2 separate regions of the Mus musculus genome follow, and region 2 is linked to region 1. Evidence: chromatin contacts called from public Hi-C data. All regions are on one chromosome and are shown on one strand. The core of a region is the stretch at or near the end of the contact, and the rest is flanking DNA. Distances in the headings are between cores, read along the strand shown.

The links. A called contact is a pair of places that touch in the nucleus more often than the background predicts.
Region 2: a contact with region 1 is called in a Hi-C map of cerebellar granule neurons, with 1.9 times the contacts expected there. The contact joins two enhancer-like sites. A contact is called at or near these places in 1 of 39 promoter capture datasets (hippocampal neurons) and 11 of 484 Hi-C or Micro-C datasets (brain, cerebellar granule neurons, cerebral cortex and 4 more).

What each region holds. Positions count from the first base shown.
Region 1 is chr10:90,595,058-90,598,377 of GRCm38.p6, reverse strand. The region is part of intron 15 of Anks1b (ankyrin repeat and sterile alpha motif domain containing 1B); the gene reads right to left. Among named protein-coding and RNA genes, the nearest start is that of Apaf1, 490 kb to the left of the region's middle. Within about 2 kb of position 1,622, at least 50 of the 459 cell types and tissues checked have an H3K27ac peak or open chromatin away from gene starts, as enhancers often do. A contact at or near this core is called in cerebellar granule neurons, where this site is marked.
Region 2 is chr10:90,670,574-90,673,893 of GRCm38.p6, reverse strand. All of the region lies in intron 16 of Anks1b (ankyrin repeat and sterile alpha motif domain containing 1B), which reads right to left. Among named protein-coding and RNA genes, the nearest start is that of Apaf1, 410 kb to the left of the region's middle. Within about 2 kb of position 1,538, at least 3 of the 459 cell types and tissues checked have an H3K27ac peak or open chromatin away from gene starts, as enhancers often do. A contact at or near this core is called in cerebellar granule neurons, where this site is marked.

The DNA of each region.
Region 1 (3,320 bases), core at 373-2,872:
TTACGGTGAATTTGAGAGGGACATGGTCATCCTGTGTCCTTGATTTTGGGATTCCAATGTCCACTTCTATGGTCTCTGCCATTTGCTACAGTGCAATGGCTTTAAGGGAACATCAAGGCACACTGATGCTTGTCATGAGCTTGGTAACTTTAAAAATAATACTTAGTGACTTGCTGCACTTTTATCTTGACATATGATTTCGCTTTATGGAACATGAAGACGATACATTTTATATTTAGGAAGCATTTGCTAGGGAGGATGGTAGAGTAAAATTTAATTGATTTCTTCCCCCTCTGTAGCTCTTAAAGAAGTAGCATGTGACTCCAGATTAGTCGGCAACATGAATATTTCTGTAAAAAGGAATTTTTCCTTGCTTAGGCTGTTAAGTCTTACCCATCCTTGATACTTCCCTTTGTCTTACTCTCACAGACAAATATCACCATGTTTTATCTATCTCTGATTTTTGATTTCCTCCTCTTGTCTGTCCCCACAGCTGGCAAGGCTCTCCATTACCAAAGGCCTCTCTTGCTCACAGTCCTCCACTCCCACCCATCCCCCAACGCCAGAATATTAGTGTGAAAGATCTTCTCCCGCTGTTCTGCTACTCCCAGCGTTTTTTATAGAATTAGCCAAACCTTCTAAGAGAGCACTTGAGGTGCTAGTCCAAAATTATCTTTCTAACTTTACTTCCCGAGCCCCACCCATTCCCGTCACACATAGAGCCTGCCTTAATAGGCGCGTCTTCTGAATGATCTACCATGGTCTTCATGTCTGTTGGAACACTTTCAACGCACACTTAAGTGACTGGCCAGAGACTTTATTGCTGCAGTTTGTAAAGCCAGACCTTTGGAGTACCCCTTCCTGCATTTGAGGTACACCTGTGCTGACAATGCTTAATTCTGTTGTTAGTGATGATTTGTCTCTTCCTATGCAATAGCAATGACCATTCACCGCTCATCATCCTTGCTTTCATAGCGTGCTTTCAACCATCTGGGGTAGCGCCATCTCTAACACATAATAAGTGGTCAACAAACTCCTGTTTGGAATGATTGGGGATATTGTGTGGGACTTCATGGGTCCCTAAGGTTGAGCTTTTTGTCTTCTTGCTGAGGTAAATTTTTTTTTCCCTGCCAGTTGTGACTATTACCAGTTGTTACAGTCACAAGTGGTAACAATGTAACAATTTGGTACTAGCTTTTAGCCATGTCCTCCCTCTGGCTCCACACTACCTGCAATAGCAGACACTCAAGTCTTTCTCTTCGCTATTAAGTGACAGTCTGCAGCTCCTAGTTTGTTAAGCTAAACAAACTCTTCTGCCCTGCCTAGTCCCCCCCCCCCCCTTTTTTTTTTTACCGTAGTCTTTAGCTTAAACTTTTTATTAGAAACAGGCCATGTCTCACAGTCTTCTCATCTTTGGAGACTGTAAATTATCCTGTTACTTCATTTGTAATGGGAACATATTTATTTTCTGTGATGATGGCTCCCCTGAGTCCTTCCTTTTTCTTAGCTACATAAAGTTAACTTCCTCAGTGGCGAATTAAGGACAGATTATGAGCAGCCTGGGAACCAGGCTCCATCACCACAGGGGCCGCCCACTCAGCCTCCTTCTGTTCAGCCACCGGAGAGTTGCAGCTGCTCTGGGCTGCTCTCCCCATCTCTCTTGAATTGAGAGGCAGAGAGACAGAGAGAAAGAAGGAAAGATGTGCATGCACTCATACCATATACACACACACACACACACACACACACACACACACACTCACTCACACACACACACACACACACACACACACAGAGACAGACAGAGACAGACAGAGAGAGAAACGGGGCGGGGGGGAGGGAGAGAAAGAGAGAGATCCCTTTTCCCCAGCATTATCTGTTGGTGTCTGTTCTTGAGTTTTCTAGGTTCTTCTCTCCTTCTTCTCCCCCTACCCCAGCTGCCTACCATCTCCTCCTACACCCAGACCAGCAGTGACTGCACTCCAAGACTCCCCCTCCTTCCAACACTGCCGCTCCGTTTCCATAGCAACAGAAAATGTTGGTGGGAAGCAAAGATGCTGAACTGCAACTCGTGTTGGGGCTGGGAGGAGGAGGAGGTGAAATGTGGGCCTCTCTGGAGGCTTCAGAGGGAGGGGAAGCACCTTGGGGAAGTGTGGTGAGGGGGAGGGGAGAATGCCAGGTGAGAAGCCCTCAGGATAGGAGGGAGTTTGGGGAAGGTACATTGGCAAGTGGAAATTGCTTTGGTTAGAAAACTGAAATAGGCAGAAAGAGGAAGACTTATAAAAAGTAATGGAGAATTCTATATATACAGTAGTTGACTGAGAGGTTAAGCTAAGCAGAACACTGAGAACAGATGATGTCATTTTGAAGGGTAAGTGGTGTAGGGGTAAAAAAGTAGTCGGGGTGCTTAGAGTATAATAATAATAATAATAATAATAATAACAACAACAATAATAAATCTACATGGGAAACAAAAATATGATACCAGGCTTTGGTTTGTGATGGGAATGTCTTCTTTGAGTTCATAGAGTTAAGAATATCTACTTCAAAAAGCTATGAATGAGGGTCAAGGAAAATACAGTACATGGGACAGACACTCAGAGTGTGTAAGGTAGATGACAATACCTAAAAAAACATTTTAGTTGAGGAATGGCATTTCAAACGCTAAAATTACCACTCAAAATTTACCCAGAATCACAAATTGTTATACGTTTTTCTTTTTCATCATCTTCAGTTTTGCGTAGCTCTAAGTACGTGATGTCCTGCTTAAGCCCATGGTTTATACATGATGCCCTACTACCACATGCCTAAGGCCATGGTTCATACAGGATGTCCTGCTACCCTGTGCCTGAGCCCGTGGTCTCACCACATTACTCAGTGCTTGCCCTGTCACCCCACAGAACCACCCTGGGCCTCAAGCAAATATCCCACCATGCTTTCATAGAGGCCTCTTGTATTTGCTCAGGCCACAGCAGTGCTGGTCTTGTAACTTTCCAGTGATGGAGGGGGTTGCTACAGAAACTGCTTGTCTACAACCATGATTACAGTGGTTCTCTGGACTTTTTCTGAATGAATCTATGCTACTTCTTCCTTTAGGACTGCAGAGCAAGAAATGATAGAAACCTATGTAGGAAGATGCGTAAGGACCTCTGGACCGCACCCCTGCCTCCCTTGTGCATCCTGCAGCAGTGGTGGTCAGCAAGCGATGCTTGAGCACTGCTTAAGTGCCATCCCTAGGCTTTGAGGGGATGGACTCATATAAACCCCACTTCAGCCCAGTGGCAAGGGGAAAGTGATGGTTTGTATCATATCTGTTGTTT
Region 2 (3,320 bases), core at 289-2,788, 76 kb before region 1:
CAATTGTAGTCACGTTATGACAAGTAAAGGCTGAAGTCAGGTATGAGTGAGATTGCACAGGATGACCTTGTATCTAGTCTCTCTTCTTATCTGCTTCTCAGGAGCTTGGTCAGCATAGACAAGGGACAGAGGAGAAGATGGAAGGTAATAAAAACTGATAACAAACTACGAATAGTGGTGGGCTATCTGCAATCTCAGGAACTGGGAGATAGAGGCAGGAGGATCAAGGCTGGCCTCAGCACATAGTACATTAGAGGTCAGAATGGTCTACATGGAACACTATCTCAAAAAACAACACCAACCCCAGAATGCTCCCCTAAGCAACAACAACAACAACCCCCAGAAAAATCAACTAACCAACTAATAACAGACAAAGGGAAATGAAGGATGGTATATATCATATTTGTGGTTAAAGGAATATAAAAGCAGTTTGCAGCAAGTTACTAAAATGGAACTATGATACTAGCATGGAAAATAGATCAAGGGATAAGGAACATCCTAACACCAATAATGGATCAGGTAGATGCTGCTGTCAGGAAGTGTCACACAATTAGAGACAGATGTTCCTCTATCTAAAGGGTGGGCTTACGATTGCTCAATTAGACCACAAGACACATCAGCTTTTGGGGGCTGATATTATGAGATAGGTTTATACCTAACAGGAGCCTAATGAAAATTTGTCACGTAACCCTCTTTGCTCTGGAGGTTTTAGTCCTTTTTAAAATCTTTCCATGTTCTGGAATGTCAATGCCCACAGGATAGTGCTGACCACATGGGAAAAACAGTGCATCGGAGTCCTCACTGTGTTGGAATCTCATGGCAGCCTGCTGACTTGTGAGTCTCCTTGAGTTGGGTTGGAGGGACTCTCTGAGGTACTGAACTTCCCACAAGCACTATGGTGATGCTAACACTGCCAGTCCCTGGGTCACCTAGAGTAGACATGATTTAGAGGATGGCAGAGGGACAGAGCGAAGGTCTTGATTCCTTCTAGAATTGCAGAATAAAGAGCCAATTTATAAACCCAGACTGTTCATTTCAGAACTGTTATGTGCTAGAGACCAATGTTGTGTTCTCCAAACTGTTGTATTTTGAAGCTCTTTGTTTTTGGTAGCATAGCTTTTATTTGCATATAAGTATAAGTGGAAATAAGGTAGTCATAGGAACATTCATACGGAATTAGTACCTGCATTTGGCAGCATGCTGCACTGCCTTTTGCTCTGTGTATTCATAAGTGTTCACATTTATTGACATCAAAAAAATTTTCTCTTTCCCTTAACTGCATCTGTGGGCATCTTTCTGTCAAACCCACCATCATCCAGTTGCCATAGTTATATAGAGATGAGAATGGGAATCTGTAGGAGAATGTCTCAAGTTTCTAATTTAGACATTTGGCTTTGTGGTAGCTTTAATAGCCACGGGAAAAAACCACCATACAGCAGAATGATATGGATAATTCTGTGGCACAAGAAACATACATACTGTAGACCAGCACCTGAAATTTGGGGAAGAATTCCAGGGAGTCACATGACCTTGGCATCATGAGCAGTACAGATGGGAGTCTTGGCTGCCACAGTTACTAACAATGTGACCTTGAGTAAACTTCTCATCCTTGCCAAGTGCCCACCATCTGATTATTAAGGTGAGAGATGAAAAGAATGGCTGAGAATTGTCATGTATAGCCACAGAGACAACGCAAGGAGAGCTTAATGCAATACTCACCGCACACAGGAGTGCCATAGATTTTATCATGGAGAGCTGGTGGCCTGTGTGAGTGAGACTGCACGGGGATGCCGAAGGGTGTGAAGAGGTGTGAGCTAAGCATGAACCACTTCCACTGGATGTGGGAGAGATAAGGACCATACTGAGGAGGCAAAGCAAAGATGGTCCTGACAGGAAGAGATGTGGGGAAAGTTTTAAGGAAGGATGTTGCAGAGCTAGTGAGAAAAAACGAAGTGGAGGAGAGGGCAGGGAGATCTGGCATATAGGTCATGAGGGATCTCATGGAAAAAAGCACAGAATCCTGGCTGCACCTGGGTGGGGAGGGAGTTAGCTCTGAGCAGGCAGAATATACAGAGACGAAGGATTTAGGAAACAAGAGAAACATGAACGGAAAGCAGGAAGAATAAGAACTCAGTGTTAAGGGTAGTCAGTGTCTGTAGGGGGTGGTTCTGATGTTTTGATCAGGAATCTGCAGGTGCACACTGAAGGTCCTGTTTTTCAATTGGTTCTTGATCAATCAATAAAGATGCTAGTGGCCAATGAGCTAAGAGGAATAGGCGGGACTTCCAGTTTTCCTGCAGGTAAGGGAGGAGAGAGAGAGAGATATTTTGCCACACTTCGGAGGGAGAAAGAGCCATCAGCCATGTGAGATCTCAGGCAAAGTGGCTATTGGCTTCTTCCCTGACTGGGCATGGGATGGTAGCACGAGGGCAGATTTAGAGAGCTAAATTTAGGACTAAAGGTAACTGAGCAACTACAGTTGAGGGCAGTTTTAGGGTGCTGAGCTGGGAGTGAAAAGAAGGGCATGATAGTTGAGGAAGACTTAGAAGAGCCTGGCCATTGAGCTAAAGCATATCAAAACTATGCTAATGTGTGTGTGTGTTTCATCTGTGGATGTGAGGGAACCTGAGCAGGGCTTGTAGTGCAGTCCACCTGTAGCTCCAAGCATCCTTTAGGAATGAACCTGAGCATGCCCTGGAAGGGAGGGGGGGGGGAGACTTGCTTGGTGGTTAAGTTTATTTACATTTATTTATTGTGTGTGGTGTGTGGTGTGTGTGGTGTGTGTGTGTGTATGTGTGGTGTGTGTGTGTGTGTGTGTGTGTGTGTGTGTGTGTTATGCATGGATGCCAAGTATGCATGTGGAGGTCAGAGTTCAATTTTGTGGAATGTTTTTTCCTTCCACCATGTAGGACTCATGGATCAAGCTCAGGCTGTTGTCAAGCTTGGTAGTAGAACCTTTACCTGCTGAGTCGTCTTGCTGGCCTGCTTGGTAACTTTGATTGCCTTTCTTGAAAATTAAGGAGTCAAGGACAGTTGGAGCTAACTCTGACATGGATAATCTTTCTGTGAAAGCAGTATACATATATGGAAGCTATGTGGATTAGACTTGGGGTAGACTCTTATATGGGCAAGGGTTCTCATATGTGTGGTATGCCACTGTCCAGGTAAAAACATAGAAACCTATGACTTAATAGACCATCTGTGTCTAGAGCACTGGTGTGCCAAGCTCAGCTGCTAAACTTGTCTGTGCTGTTGTGATGAACTGGAGTCTCTCTTTTGCTATCTGGGTATGTCTGAGTTCCCTCACTGCTTGACAGGGC